Linked DNA regions of Sus scrofa: regions 1 and 2 are each linked to region 3. The links are chromatin contacts, called in public Hi-C maps. All regions are on one chromosome and are shown on one strand. The core of a region is the stretch at or near the end of the contact, and the rest is flanking DNA. Distances in the headings are between cores, read along the strand shown.

Region 1 (4,867 bases), core at 636-3,135, 150 kb after region 3:
TTTCACCCAGAGATCTCTCCTGACCTAGCGGTCGGGTAAATAGTCTGCCAGGAGCTGGGTGCCTGGTGGAAACATATGTGAAAATGCTGATGAAATGGAAGGCTTTGGCTCAAGTTGTAGAAACCCCCTTCGGTGACCTGAAGGAAGCCAGAAACCCTAGAAGAACATGCAAGATTCTTTTCTGAGCCATCCCAGAGATTTCTCCTTTTTGCCCCAGTGGAAACAGGGCAAATAGGACTGGATGTCAGTACCTGGAGTTCAACAATTCAGAGTCGAACCTGAGAAATACTAGGTTCTCATAGATGGGTTTAGATGAATGCATCCTTCTTGTCTGCCAGGCTGGTGGCTGGAAAAACATCTGTTACACATTTTAATGGGGTGGGTGGGTCTTCTGAACACATCACGTGATGCCGTAACCCAAAAGAGTGATGTAAATGATAGGGAAATTTAGAGATCACAGCTGGCCAGAAACAAAATGTGACATTGGCCCTTTAAGGCTTTGTCCTTCTGACCATTCCAGGTTCCTAATCCTCCTGCCAAGTGGGCTGGAGGCCAAAATATTTCTTAACTTTGCATTTATTTCAGGGTGTTAATCTCATAGGCAACCAACTCCTATTTAATAAACTCAAAACTCCCCAGGCCCTCCCCCTCAGGGATGCCTGCGTCTGTTCTCCCAGAGGCTCAGCATACATGTGCCTGCCCCTGTCTTTTCCTGCCTGCCCAGGGTGTTGACACAGCAGTGTCAGGACATCACGCAGCTGTCATCAGCCCCATGCCACAGATGGTCCCTCAATTATGCATCCCCCTTCCCAGGGCGCCTGCCTTGGCCACTCGAGCAGTCTACCTGCCACTGAGTTTCACATGGAACTCCAGAGGCCAGGAGGAGAAGCCAAGTGGCATGGGCTTAAGAACCTTTCGCTCCAAGGCGGGCTGGCAGAGGGAGTGGATTCCCCAGCCCTTCCTCAGCCCCATTTTTAATCACTAACCAAGGAAGGTAATGAGAACGTACTTGAATTACAAAGATTCCCATTTATTACTCTGGCCGCCCCTCCACAAAGCCTCCCTTTGGCAAAAACAGATCACTATTGACACTTTTAGAAGGCCCTGGGCCCCTCTCAATTATTGGCCTAATCTCTGCCTGCTCTGAAAGCAGAATTCTTTCCTAACTAGATTTTTTCAAAAGTTAAGAGGCTACTCTCTGCTTTCTTCAGCAGAAAGACTTGGTGAGCTAATGTTGGTATGTTTCATGGCCTCCGCAGCATCTGCAGGATGTGGAAAGAGAAGAAACAAACCAGATGTTTCCAAAAGGTAGCTCCACTAAGCCTTCTTAACATAATTATTGCAATAGTGTATCCGCATTTTATGGTCCCGCTTCTCTCTTGATACCTTGGGAACTTTTCCTGGAGAAATCCAAACCAGTAGATCTGAGTTCCCTCTAAACAGATTTGCAACCTTAAAAAAAAAAAAAAAAAAAAAAAAGAGAGAGAAAGAAAGAAAAAAAATTTGACATATATCCCCCATTAAATCCAAATTTCCTTTATCAAATTTTCGAAGGGAAAAATAGATTAAGGACATGTAGATATTTATCTCAGCCTTCAACATTTACACTCATTTGGTTAATTAGCACTTAATTACACTGTCAAAGGGGAAAATTTTACCACGGGGCGCGGGCAGACCAATGCCCTCCCTTCAGCCCCTCACTTCTGCCGAGAGAGAGGCCAGACCTCTGCTCCGAGCCAACTCCTTCCTCACGAAACATTCGTAATGATTACTTGACAAGGACTGTAGATACAAAATTGTGCAATGGAGAGCTATCACTCACGGGGGCCACGCTGAGGTTCTCAAGCTGGAGCAACAGTGCCCCCCAAAGCAAGCAGTCAGAAACATCCTGAAAGGCAACACGGGTCTGCCCAAACTTCTATTTTCTGCTTCATAAGCCAGGGAGCTATTTTAAGAGTTGCTGGCCGAAAAGCAGGCTCTATTACAACCAGACAAGCATTCCAACCAAGCTGGGGAGCCTCCGCTGGAAGCGGAGAATGTTTCCACCTATTCTAACTCAGACGCCGAGAATTCTCCGCGGAGAAGAGGGGGGTGGGGAGCAGGAGAGACACAGTAGAAAATCGGAAAACTTCAGAAGTCTGCCGAACTCAAGGGAACAAAGTCTAACTCAATTAATGCATAAATCTTATTAAGCGAAATGCAGCTGAATAGAGTCATTTGTCATCAGAGTTTCTCCATCTTGTAACAAATGGCAATATTTGGGGGTCTCACGGGTTCTCTGCCAAGGGGAAGACGTCATTAAAGCTGCTGGAAAATAATAGTATTCGAATTAGTTTAATTATGATGTGATGAATTATCAAAGCATTTTTTAAAAACAATATGCAATTAGCCTTTTTTTTTTTTAAGCCAAAGACTGTTTTCCAAAACAGGAAATGAAGCATAACACCCTTAATTTCATCGTTGGGGCAAAGTCCTAGACACCCTGATGCAGTGGTACAATGAGCATGTAATGAAACCAACTGTCCCCGCTCCAGCAACGCCCTTTGTGCATTGACTAGAAGGGCTTTTGGCTCCAAGAGTGGAAACTGCATTAAGCCAGAGCCTAACCCAAATTTTCTCTTTCAAGTTCTAAGCCCTGTTTTCTATTTTCCTTTATATCTTGGATAGGGTCACCCTATAAGAAATGAAATCTCACATTCCTGAAAGACAGTGAACTGATGAGGTCATATCAGCCTGCTTGGCTTTTATACTGCTCTTGAGGGTATTGCAAGGGGAAAAATAATAATAATAATAATGTGGTATTGGAAAAAGGGAATGAAAATGAGGACGCCTGAACATCAAACTTTTAAAACCAAACTGTATAATCAACAACACAATCGGATAAGCACCATCAGGAACAACCCCTCCCACTCCTTCACAAAAAACCACAAAGAGACCCCCAGCCACCATACTCCCACCAGAACAGCTAAAATTAAAATGGCTGATAAAACCAATGAGAGAAAATTAAAATTCTCATGCATCTTCAGTCAGAGCATTAATTGGTACAACCACTTTGGAAAACTGTTTGATGGTGTGTATTAAATATATAAATCCTAAGACCCAGCAGTTCTGTCCCTGGGTGTGTATCTAACCTAGATGGGCATATGTGTCAACCAAAAGGCTTGTACAAGGATGTTCACAGCAGCTTGATTCATATCAACTCCATCCTAAAGGCTCATCATTTGTAAGATAAATTGTGAGATAGTCATTCCATGGAATATTACATAGCAATACTTCCCAGACACACACACACACAAAAATGCACACTAGGTGATTTATCTTATATTTTGTTCAAAAATAGGCAAAACTAATCTGCGGTGATAGATGTTATCATAATGGTGAGGGAGGTAATGCCTGGACAGGGCCTGAGAGAGCCCTTGGGATGTGCTGGGATTGTTCTGTATCTTACTGTGGCTGTAGTTCCACAGGTATAGACATAAGCAAACATTCCTGCAGCTGGACCGTTAAGATGTATGAACCTTATGTATGAGATACCCCTCAAAAAGTAAAAGGAAAAGAAAGACAAAGGAAAAAACCTTCCCCCTCAGTCATCAGCTTCAAATGTGTCTCATAATTTCACTTCCTACATCCAGCCCTCCTGGGCTTCCTGCTTCCTCTGACAACCATCTGCAAACTTTCCACTTGGCTTACCAAGGTCCTGCCTGTTCTGAGCCCAGCCCACCTTGACATGTCTCACCACTCCTGCCCCATTTCTTCTTGCTGACTCCCTTCCAGCCATAGGGATAATTCTTTGAAACCTCCAGGCTTATTCTGACCTAGGTCTTGGTATTTGCTCTGAACTCTGTGTGGAACACTCTGCTCCCAGAACCCACCCCCAAGACTGCCCTCAACTCATCATTCCAATCCCGGTGCAAATGCCATCTCCTCTGCTGCCCACCCTAGCTAAAGTAGCATCCTCCTCTCAGCCTCTTTCACGCACCCACTGTCCTTATCCTCCTCAGAGCATACACAGCACTTATTCTCTAAAATTACTATTGGTTTACTTTCTTGTTTATTTTCTCTGTCCTCCACGAAAATGCATGTTCTTTGTAAGTGGTCAAGGTCATGCGCTCAAGGCCACTGCTATATCTCCAGTGCCCAGGATGGAGCCTGGTATCCAGTAGACACTCCATGAATATGTACTTAATGATGCATAAATGACTCAATAAGTTAACAGACATGACGAAATTAATAAGAGACAGTAGGACACAGTCAGAAGAGCACAAGATAAGAAATTTGGAAACTGAGAAGTTAGCAGTAGCTGATCCTCTGCTTTAACATTTTGGATAGTCCTCTCTCTACATCTAGTTGGGAGATTGGATAGACTTGAGAAGATCATACACAATTCAATATAGCCAAGAGCCAAAAGAGAGATCTCAAAGAGAAAGCCATTAGGTCAGGCTGGTGTGGTCAGGGGGCCTTGCAAAGGCTGTGGGGTTTTCACTGAGCCTGGAAGCCTAGATGGAAGCAAAATGGAAGGGGATGGAGAGGAACTGAAACTCTTAAATGATGAACCTGAGTCAGTAAATATGCAAAAATGAAAATAACCAAGGAATCCCCAAAGGCCAGGAACAGATAACTGTCACTTCGGTGGAGGATTGAAGGTTGGGGTCCCCACCAGCGTGCAAATAGTGGCTTTTTCCTCATTTTGAACACATCAAGTTATTAGAAGGGGAACTGGCAATTACCATGGAACCAACCTTCTCCCAAAGAGAAGCAGTTTGTATTATGAATACTGACCTCCTTTAAAACTGCCCCCGGAAAGGTGATAGGAGTCGAATGTCAGAAATTTGCCTTAATGTCTCTGGCCAGATAGAAATTTAAAACA
Region 2 (4,523 bases), core at 854-3,353, 170 kb after region 3:
CTGGAAAAGGATCAGGTTCTAGGGGACCCTACATGACCACCGTAACTGCCTACAATGCCCTGGCTTTGCACATAAGTGCTGGGTTGGAGGCAATGCCAAGCCCTGCCATGTAAACAGTGTAGAAAGTAGCGCTGCAGAAATTCACACCAGACTGCAGAAAGGGATAATCCACTTAAATGAATTACACATTTTTTTTTTTTGCTTTTTTTTTTGCTTTTTTTAATTTTTTTTTTATTTTTTTGCTTTTTGGGGCAACATGTGCAGCACATGGAAGTTCCCAGGTTAGTGGTCAAATCCAAGCTGCAGCTGCTGGCCATAGCCACAACCACAATAAAATAGGATCCAAGCTGTGTCTGAGACCTATACCACAACTCAAGGCAGCCGGATCCCTAACCCACTGAGCAAGGCCATGGATTGAACCCAAGTCCTCACGGAAACTAGTCAGCTTCCTTAACTGCTGAGCCACAACAGAACTCCTGAAATGAAACTTTTTGCTTTAATTTTGAGTTTTTCCTCATAAATTGTAGTGAAAAAGAGCTTAAAGCCTATATTTATGCTGGGATAACGCCCATGAATTGAAGACAACAAATTTAGTCAACAATGCAAAATTGTCTTCTTTTAAAAAAAAAGAAGCCCAGATCCAGCGTTGCCATAAGCTGCGGTGTGTGTCACCAATGCACCTCAGATCCCGCATGGCTGTGGCTGTGGCGGAAGGCAGGGAACTCAGCTCTGATTGGACTCCTAGCCTGAGAACCTCTGTATGCCACGGCTTGGCTCCGAAAAGACAAAAAAAGAGGAAGCCCAGGTAGAGGTGGAAGTCAGGCTAGAAGAGAAAAGTTGTGACACTCTGTAATGTTACTGCAAAGTTAAATCTCTCTGAGTGGAAAAAACATTCTAGAAGTAGAAACTGAATTTTCGTGAAAATATGCACTCCCTAGGGATTTTAACATCTTGGACTTCCCAAGCTGTGCTGGGGAAGTGAAAACTTGTGAGGAGCAAAACATCGGGGAATTTTTATTTGCAGCCATAAGTTATCCCATATGGTTGGAGAGTGATTTCTTATACGATGCATAGGAACTTGAATTAACGTGGCTGTTTATTGCAAGAAGAAAGAAAGAAGAGATGGGTGGGCTGGATTTCTGCATCATCCTGAGCAGGCAGTAGAGGCAGCAGCAAGTCGTCTCAAGTCAGAAGAGTCTTAGGTGGCTGAAAAGTGATGGTAACAGTGATAGTGGGATAAAGCAATAGGATGGAAGGGAGACGAACAAGTGGAAAAGCAATGTAAGCGATCACCAACCAACAGGCAATGCACAGTAATAATACTCAGGCAAGGGAGAGGGAGGAGATGAGGGAAGAGGAAGTTGGTGTCAAGGAGATAATTCAAAGGCAAAGAAGGGGCATTTAGGCAAGCTATAAACAGGTGGAGGAGGTCCTTGACTATTACAGAGGAAAATCAAGGCAGCGTTAAAAAGGATAAAACAAGCAAAGGTGCAGAATGAATGCAAGATAAATTACATGAGGTTGAAACAAAGACATTTTGAAGTCTGTAAGGAACAAGAGGTCAGAGAAATGGCAAGAGAAATTTACAGCCAGCAGAGGCGAAAAAAATAATAATTAAATGAATTCTCTGCCTGAGTGTTCACAGAGGACAAGGCAGATGTGAGGAACAGGCATAAATTTCCAGAAGGAAGAAGAAGAAATGTTTAAAGAAATCAAGATCAATAGTAGAACCAGCCATCGAGAAATTGGAAGGTCCCCAAGACTTAGAAATTCTCAGAGGGCAAAACTGGCCTCCAGCCCAGAGCCTGAAGGGACATGGGTCTCTGGACTCTTCACACAGAACTTTTGCAAAACTAGAAGGGAAAGGCAAGAGCAGTCCTGCAGAGGCGACAGGACAGCCATTGGGGGTGATCCAGGAGCCATTCCTGGGTGACCATGTGACAAGGCCTAAATGCAGATGAGGGGTGACACCCAAGCCCTTCCTCATGACTGGCATTTTCCCTTTAAAAAGCAGTTGTCAGTCAGGGCTAGTGGCAGTAATAAAATGGCTGGCATTTGGACACTCTCCCAAGGCCAGCTGTTCTCACCCCGGCCTTTAGCTGTGGCACCAACAATCTGTTGACTAAGTGAGCACAGCGCCTTTTGACGCTTGGGCTCCAGGAAGTCTCCCCTGATGTGCTTCCAGGGAGAAGGTTCACACCAAGAAGAGCAGGGTGTCTCTGGGAATTTGACTCACGGCTGAGGTTGGGTCCTAACTTCACTTCTCATTCATGTCACGTTGTTGCTTTTTTTGCATTTTAGGGCCGAAGCCATGGCATATGGAAGTTCCCAGCCTAGGGGTTGAATCAGAGCTGTAGCCGCTGGCCAACACCACAGACGCAGCAGTGCCAGATCCAAGCCGCATTTGCAACCTACATCACAGTTCACGGCAATGCCAGATCTTTAACCCACTGAGCAAGACCAGGGATTGAACCTGCAACCTCCTGGATACTAATCTGCTGAACCACAATGGGAACTCCCTCATTCATATCATATTTTCTACTCCAACTCTCTTCCTGTCTCACTTTTAAATTTCTTTCTTTAATTTCACTGTATTGTAAACATCTTTGCAAGCCACCTTAAATGCTTTTGGAAAACAGCTGCAAAAGTAAGAAGGCTCAAAGAAAGAAGGAAAGAGGAGAGAGGAACAGAGGGGGAAGGGGAGGGATGAGAGGGAAATCGTGGGTTCACTTCTCAGGGGATGTGATGGAACAAAGACGAAAAGCATTTACCTGAATGGGGAAGAAAAATGGGTTGGAAACAGGAAAAAAATCACCCAATGAGACTTTACTTCTACCTGTTAACAGTTCTGTGACTTTGGTTAAATCACATAAGCTCTCTCAGGCTCAGACTTCTCAAAAGGGGATAATAATGCCATCTTTATGGGAACAGAGAACTGATTAAATAAGATGAAGGGGGGAGTTCCCGTTGTGGCTCAGTAGGTTAAGAACCTGACATAGTGTCCATGAGTATGCGGGTTCGATCCCTGGTCTCCAACAGTGAGTTAAGGATCCGGTGTCACCACAAGCTGTGGCATAGGTCACAGTTGTGGCTTGGATACAGCATTGTTGTGGCTGTGGCATAGGCTGGCACCTGCAGCCCTGATTCGACCCCCTAGCCTGGGAACTTCCATATGGCACAGGTGCAGCCCAAGACCAAAAAAAAAGATGGAAGAGTCAACTAAGCTGTGGGAAATGAAGAAAGGATCTGTAAAATAGGGCTGCTTAGGAAACATCCAGGGAAAGGGAGAAAAAGAAATATGATGGGAAGAAGGTCTCTGATGGTTCAGAAGGGAAGTTTGAAAGGGTAAAACTAGAGAGAAAGAAGCAAGCCATTAGCAGATTGACACTTGGCTTTGAAGAGAGTCCTGGGAGACAGGTCACTAAGCTAGTGAGAGAGAAAAGGAGCTAGACACTGAACCAAAACAGCAAGCAAGGAGGAAGAGAGAGATTTAGGGATAATTGTAAGAATTGAGCATCCCTGGAGATGATTATCTTATAGTGAACTTTGGTCACAGCATTGAGTCTGTAAACATCAAAAGCTGCTCTTTGGGAAAAGACCCACCCTGGACATACCTCCCCCCCTACACACACACCACATATATTTCCATCAAAGTAAACCAATTTAGGTCCTATTTCAGAAAAAAAAGATGGGTAATCTAAGAAAGTTTCTAGTGGGAGACGGGTTATTCTAACAGTCTAGTTATTTGACTCCATAAAATTTAACATCTATAATTTTACACAGGAGTGATTATAATTCCATGCACAGATAAATGATAATGGCTTTAAAAAGATGTTTTCTGGAGTTCCCATCATGGTGCAATGGAAACGAGTCTGACTAGGGACCATGAGGTTTCAGATTCGATCCCTGGCCTCGCTCAGTGGGTTGAGGATCTGGCATTGCCATGAGCTGTGGTGTAGGTCAGAGCTGTGGCATGGATCCTGCTTGCTGGGGCTGTGATATAGGCCAGCAACTATAGCTCTGATTTGACCCTAGCCTGGGAATCTCCATATGTTGTGTATGTGGCCCTAAAAAAAAAAAAAAAAAAAAAAAAAGATGTTTTCTTTTCTTTACCAACTTGATCAAAAATTCTTAGCTTCATCTAACCAGCTCACCAATAAGGCAAATAGTTCATAAATCCTAGGAAGTCAATTCTTTGATTTCACAAAACTCCAGGGTTGAACGTGAAGGATGATGGGGTCACTCGGGTCACTTCCCCATTAAAGTATGCTCAGGCCAGAACACATGGCAGCATGGTATGCGTAGCTTTCATATTGATGAAGTCAAATAATAGCCAGAAAGGTATGTTTCTCCCTTTTCTCCATATGGCCGTGCTCCTTGCAGGCTGATCAGTCAGAAATGTCCGTACCTACTCCTTTCTTGTCTAATCGTCACTGTGAAGTAAGATCAGGAGGTTTTCACTCTTTTTCTGTAGGTAGGCGAAGGGAGTCCATGAAGAAAGAACCGTGTGAAATTAGTGTCAA
Region 3 (4,545 bases), core at 460-2,959:
TCATGTGCAAAGAACAGAAAGCAGGAGGGGTGGGGAGGACATTTTTCCAAGGATCTTGTCTCCAACCCTGCAGGTTGACACTGGTGATCCCAGCACAGACAGCTAGGACCCAATTCTAAGAAGAGGAATTCTCAACCCCTTCCTTGGCAAAGACGTGATAGGCATGTGGGATACCATTCAGCCTTTAACTTTTCTGTAATGAACTCAGGAGCCAGGCTCTGGGCCTCTGGGATGGGCAGGCTCCCTCTCTCAACTCTATGGACTTTTGAAGCACCGGCAGTCTTGTTGGGAGACCTTCTGGAGCAGCAAATTAAGGGAGTTCTTCCAGTTAGACTAATTAACGGCCCACAGGGGACATTGGTTGCTTTGCTTAAAAAAAAAAAAAAAAAAAAAAAAATCCTTTTATGTATGCAGAATTGGAACTTTTTACTAAAAATTTCTGTGGACTGTTCCAAGATGTTTCACAGACTTGCCATACCTAAGAGACTCTTCATTTCAAAGATGGAACTAAATATATTGTCTGTATTCAACTAGCTCATATTTTTGCACAGTGCAAAGCGATGGAATCAGCATTCCTCCTAAGAAGAGGCCTACCAACCGGAATTCTTTAATTACTTTGATGTTTGGATCCAAGTGAAGGAATAGTTGAAGGGCATATTTCAAAATACTCCAGATAGGTGCAAGAGTTTTCATCAAAGTTGAAGTATTTGATATGATTGTGAAAGAATTCCTTTAAATTATGTTTTCTGTTAGGTGCTCGAATTATCCACCTACAACCAGATTGAAAACACACACACACACTCACTATGAAAAACTCTGTTATTATTTAATGAAGATAACTAATCTTTTTAGAGTTTTTCCAATATGCATGCAGGCTACCAAAATATATTTATAAGGACGCGTAAAAATATATTTTGGAAATCTGCCTGCGTATCCATATGTATTTATATAGACATGTCTTCAGCTCAAGTAGCAACAGTGACCTCTAGTGTGTCTTTTTGTCTTTCTCACTCTCTCAACTTCAATTCATTGTTTCTGTAACCTCCAGGGCATTATTTAAGCAAAATTTTCCAGTTTGTATTTGTATTTGGTCTAATTTCTGTATTGACTCTATATGCTGACAAGTGATTCTTAAGAGACTTGCTTTGATCCTGGTAATGTATGATAAAGTAATTGTGCCTTCATTAATGTCTGTAATTATAGTACATAAAGCTGTCATCTACATGAATAATCACCCACCCCTCCCCGAGTTCCACCCCCCCACCCAAAAGGGCCAGTTTTATTTACAAGAAGAATTTAACTTTGGCTGAAGAACTCTTTGAGCTCTGAGCCACAAGCGTCCACACGAAGTCATGTATCATTTGCAAGAGCGCTCCTTTCTCTTTAATGAGAACCCCTAGTTCTTTTTATTAAAATGAATTTGAGGGAAAATCAAATATCTCTGATGGGCCAAACACACTTTTGGCAAGTGAGTGTTTGGGGTTTTGCCCTAGATGTGTGCTGATGTCAGGACAGAGCCCACAAGAATGAAGGGCCGCAGCTCTGGCAGCTTGTGTCAGCACTTCTCGTCCAAGTTCCTCTTTTCAGGAGTTTATAACATTGCAATAAAATTTATTATGGGCTGTGACTTGGCATACGGGAGCCCGGCTGACACTGCAAAGTAGTAGGGAGGATTTTTTTTTTTCTCCCCCAAGCCAGTGTTTGAATCTGTTGTGCCCTGTCTCCCTTTCGAGGGAGTTCAAAATAAAAGTCCCATGGACCTGGCTGCCTTCAGTCCAGACGTCAGAGGCAGCTGAAACGTGCCTGCTCTATCTGCTCTCTGGTAACCTCCTGCAGGATGGTTTGGAAAGGGGAAAAAAAATGCCATAAAGGAGTAAATGTTTCCTGTAAATGAAGGAGGCTCTTAAAGTTGCAATTGTTGGAAAAGACCCTCTAGGGTTAGAGAGGGAGACATGAAAAGGTATTCAAGATTGTTTTCTATCATTGGGTGATCTTCCGTGCCCCCCAACAGCTGGGCTTGTTGGCAAACAAGAAGCTGCATGTGGAAAACACGCTCCCATCTGTGTAAACTAAGCAAGGCATCAAAATAAGCATCATCCCCAGGTTAAAAGCAAAACAGAACATGCGGAGCACAGAACCCTGGAGAATCAGGCAGGAGGATGTGAGTGCATGTAAGTGAATCTGTTCTTTAATGTCGCATATATAAGTCATATATACTCTATGTTTATATTTCATATCTACCTTCTCATGCGCGCCTCCCTTGCTGTGGTCTTTCTGTTACTGCCACAAGCGTCTGTGTCTCAATGACAGTTCTGAGATGGCACCTCTCCAAAGAAAGAACAAACAACTGAATCAGAGAATTGATGAATCCCGGGGGAGGAAATTAATTAGAGCTGGATATAGCTCAATAAAGAATATCCACGTTGGAAGGAAGCATAGAGCTTTGCTTGACCAACCTCCCTTGTTCACAAGTGACTAAGGCCTAAACTGTCAGCTTACCCAACGTCAGAGCTAAATCCAGTCAGAACACACGGTGTATCCTTCCAGATTGCTTACGGCTGGCATTTGTTCTAACTGGACAAGAACCAGGCTATCCTGGCTAATGGTTCTTGGGTATTTTGGCATGTTATTCCTGCCTGTGGTCACTTAGTGACTTTGTGGCAAACAGCTAAGTCCTCAGTTTCTCTGCCAGTTATGAGAAATTGTTTACTCTAAAATTTATCGGTTGATGTGTATACCGTCGAAGCTTTCTCCTCCAGCCCCCTATTTAACCACTTTGCACTTAGATCCACCCGATGAGCCATTGCTCTCTACTCATTGCATAAAACCCGCTTCAGGAGAATGCTAATGGCTCCTCACCATGGAACTGAATGCTTATGGAGAACCAGTTGCTTCTGTAATTTGTTTCCAAACCTGCTTATGTGATTGTACTTTTGTAATACAATGATGCCATTTAACGTAATATTACATAATCAAACAAAATATGAATGTAGAAATGGTTATAGCTATGAAAAATTAAGTGCTTTGGAAAGATGATACAGGAGATTTTGTTTTTAATTTCGGTCACTTTAATAGACTGTGCAAGACAATGCTGAAAGTCTAGAAAAAGCTGTAAAAAATGTGGACAGCTTTTTGGCAGTCACATTGTTTTGCAAGTATCATGGAGTTTTCTCAGAGAAATCCCAAACCGGAAATTGCAGAAATGCATTCTGGATGTGGGTTATACGAGAAAGATGCTGTGGGAACTCCAAAGAGGGTCTAGACAGAAGCAAGCGGCCTCATTCCTACATCAGCAGAAGAGATGTGGCTGTGCATTCAAATAAATGGTTAAGTGTCACATCACTTCAAATCTTTCTCACCTTGAACTAACTTTGGATTAACTGATTCACAAGTGGTCTTATCAGTGGATTTAAGAGGGCTCTTCCACTGCTCTTAAATACACCATCTTGGCAGGAACCCAGAGAAGATTTTGTGGTCTTTAGTTCTGGGGGTGTGGGTGGGACGTGGGGGTGAGGGACCCAAGCAGGAAGCAGTGGGAGGCGGTGACGCTTTTGAAGAGGAGACTATGGTGAATATGAGTATTTCTTTTACAGATGCTATGGATTTAGAAGGCAACTGGTCATGATCGGTCAGTGGACTATATATAGCGTTGGATAAGGGCAAATTTAAATATGAAGGACTCACCCGGAAAATGCATTCCTGTCAGAGAACAAAAGACGTGTGGTGTTTTAAAGTCAGAATCAGCATAGGTGAAGATTCCTTGGAGGCTGTCTAGTCCCTCCTGCATCTGCCCACTTTCAGAGTATTTGCAGACAGGGAAATGCAGACGCGACGCGTCTGGGCAGGTGATCTGCAAGGTTGTTTTATGTCTCCCTTTTATCTGCATTTATAGCTGCCCGATTGTTCCCCAAGTCGGATTTGTCAGAATCTGATTCTCTCCAGCCTTTAACTCAGTGAGGTCTCTCTCTCCCATTATCTTCCTTTAGAGGATTCATAAAAATGTTTTGAGTCCCTGCAATGGAAGCACGTGAGGCTCGATATGGTTTTGACTGTCCTACAAAGTCACCATCCTATCTTTCAGAGACATAATTTGATTGATTGGAGCACGGCTCTTCTGTTAAAACCATTTTGGCTTTAAAATGCTTGAGATTGGGATAGAGGGATAGTGTTCTGCTTGCATCCTCTGGCTTTTGTCAATTTGTGTCAGACCTTAATGTAATCTTTCCTTCTCGGCATAAATAATATAGACGTTGCTTCTGCTAAAACGACTAACAAAATAGACGTTAAAAAAAAAATTCCAGAAACGAATATCAGAAAAAAAAGAGCTTCTTTTTTTAAGATCTCTCTTGAATTCACAGTTTCAGTTCTTCTTTCATTTAAAGGGAATATTTAAGAGATTTTTTTTTTTTTTGGAAATAGTTCTGTGATTTTTTTTTTGGATATTCTGAGATATTCTTCTCTAAATGATTTTTAATTATTTTGAGGGGGAGGAAAGATACAGAAAAAAAAATCCTGATTTTATTTATGATCACTTTAAACATCTCT

The links. A called contact is a pair of places that touch in the nucleus more often than the background predicts.
Region 1: a contact with region 3 is called in a Hi-C map of embryonic fibroblasts, with 5 times the contacts expected there. A contact is called at or near these places in 4 of 47 Hi-C or Micro-C datasets (embryonic fibroblasts, fetal heart ventricle and heart right ventricle) and 1 of 2 datasets of targeted methods (skeletal muscle).
Region 2: a Hi-C map of skeletal muscle shows a contact between it and region 3, with 2.6 times the contacts expected there. A contact is called at or near these places in 3 of 47 Hi-C or Micro-C datasets (fetal heart ventricle, psoas muscle and skeletal muscle) and 1 of 2 datasets of targeted methods (skeletal muscle).

The regions. Positions count from the first base shown.
Region 1 is chr3:74,507,654-74,512,520 of Sscrofa11.1, reverse strand. No RefSeq gene overlaps it. Among named protein-coding and RNA genes, the nearest start is that of ETAA1, 230 kb to the left of the region's middle.
Region 2 is chr3:74,489,136-74,493,658 of Sscrofa11.1, reverse strand. No RefSeq gene overlaps it. Among named protein-coding and RNA genes, the nearest start is that of ETAA1, 250 kb to the left of the region's middle.
Region 3 is chr3:74,657,100-74,661,644 of Sscrofa11.1, reverse strand. No RefSeq gene overlaps it. Among named protein-coding and RNA genes, the nearest start is that of ETAA1, 77 kb to the left of the region's middle.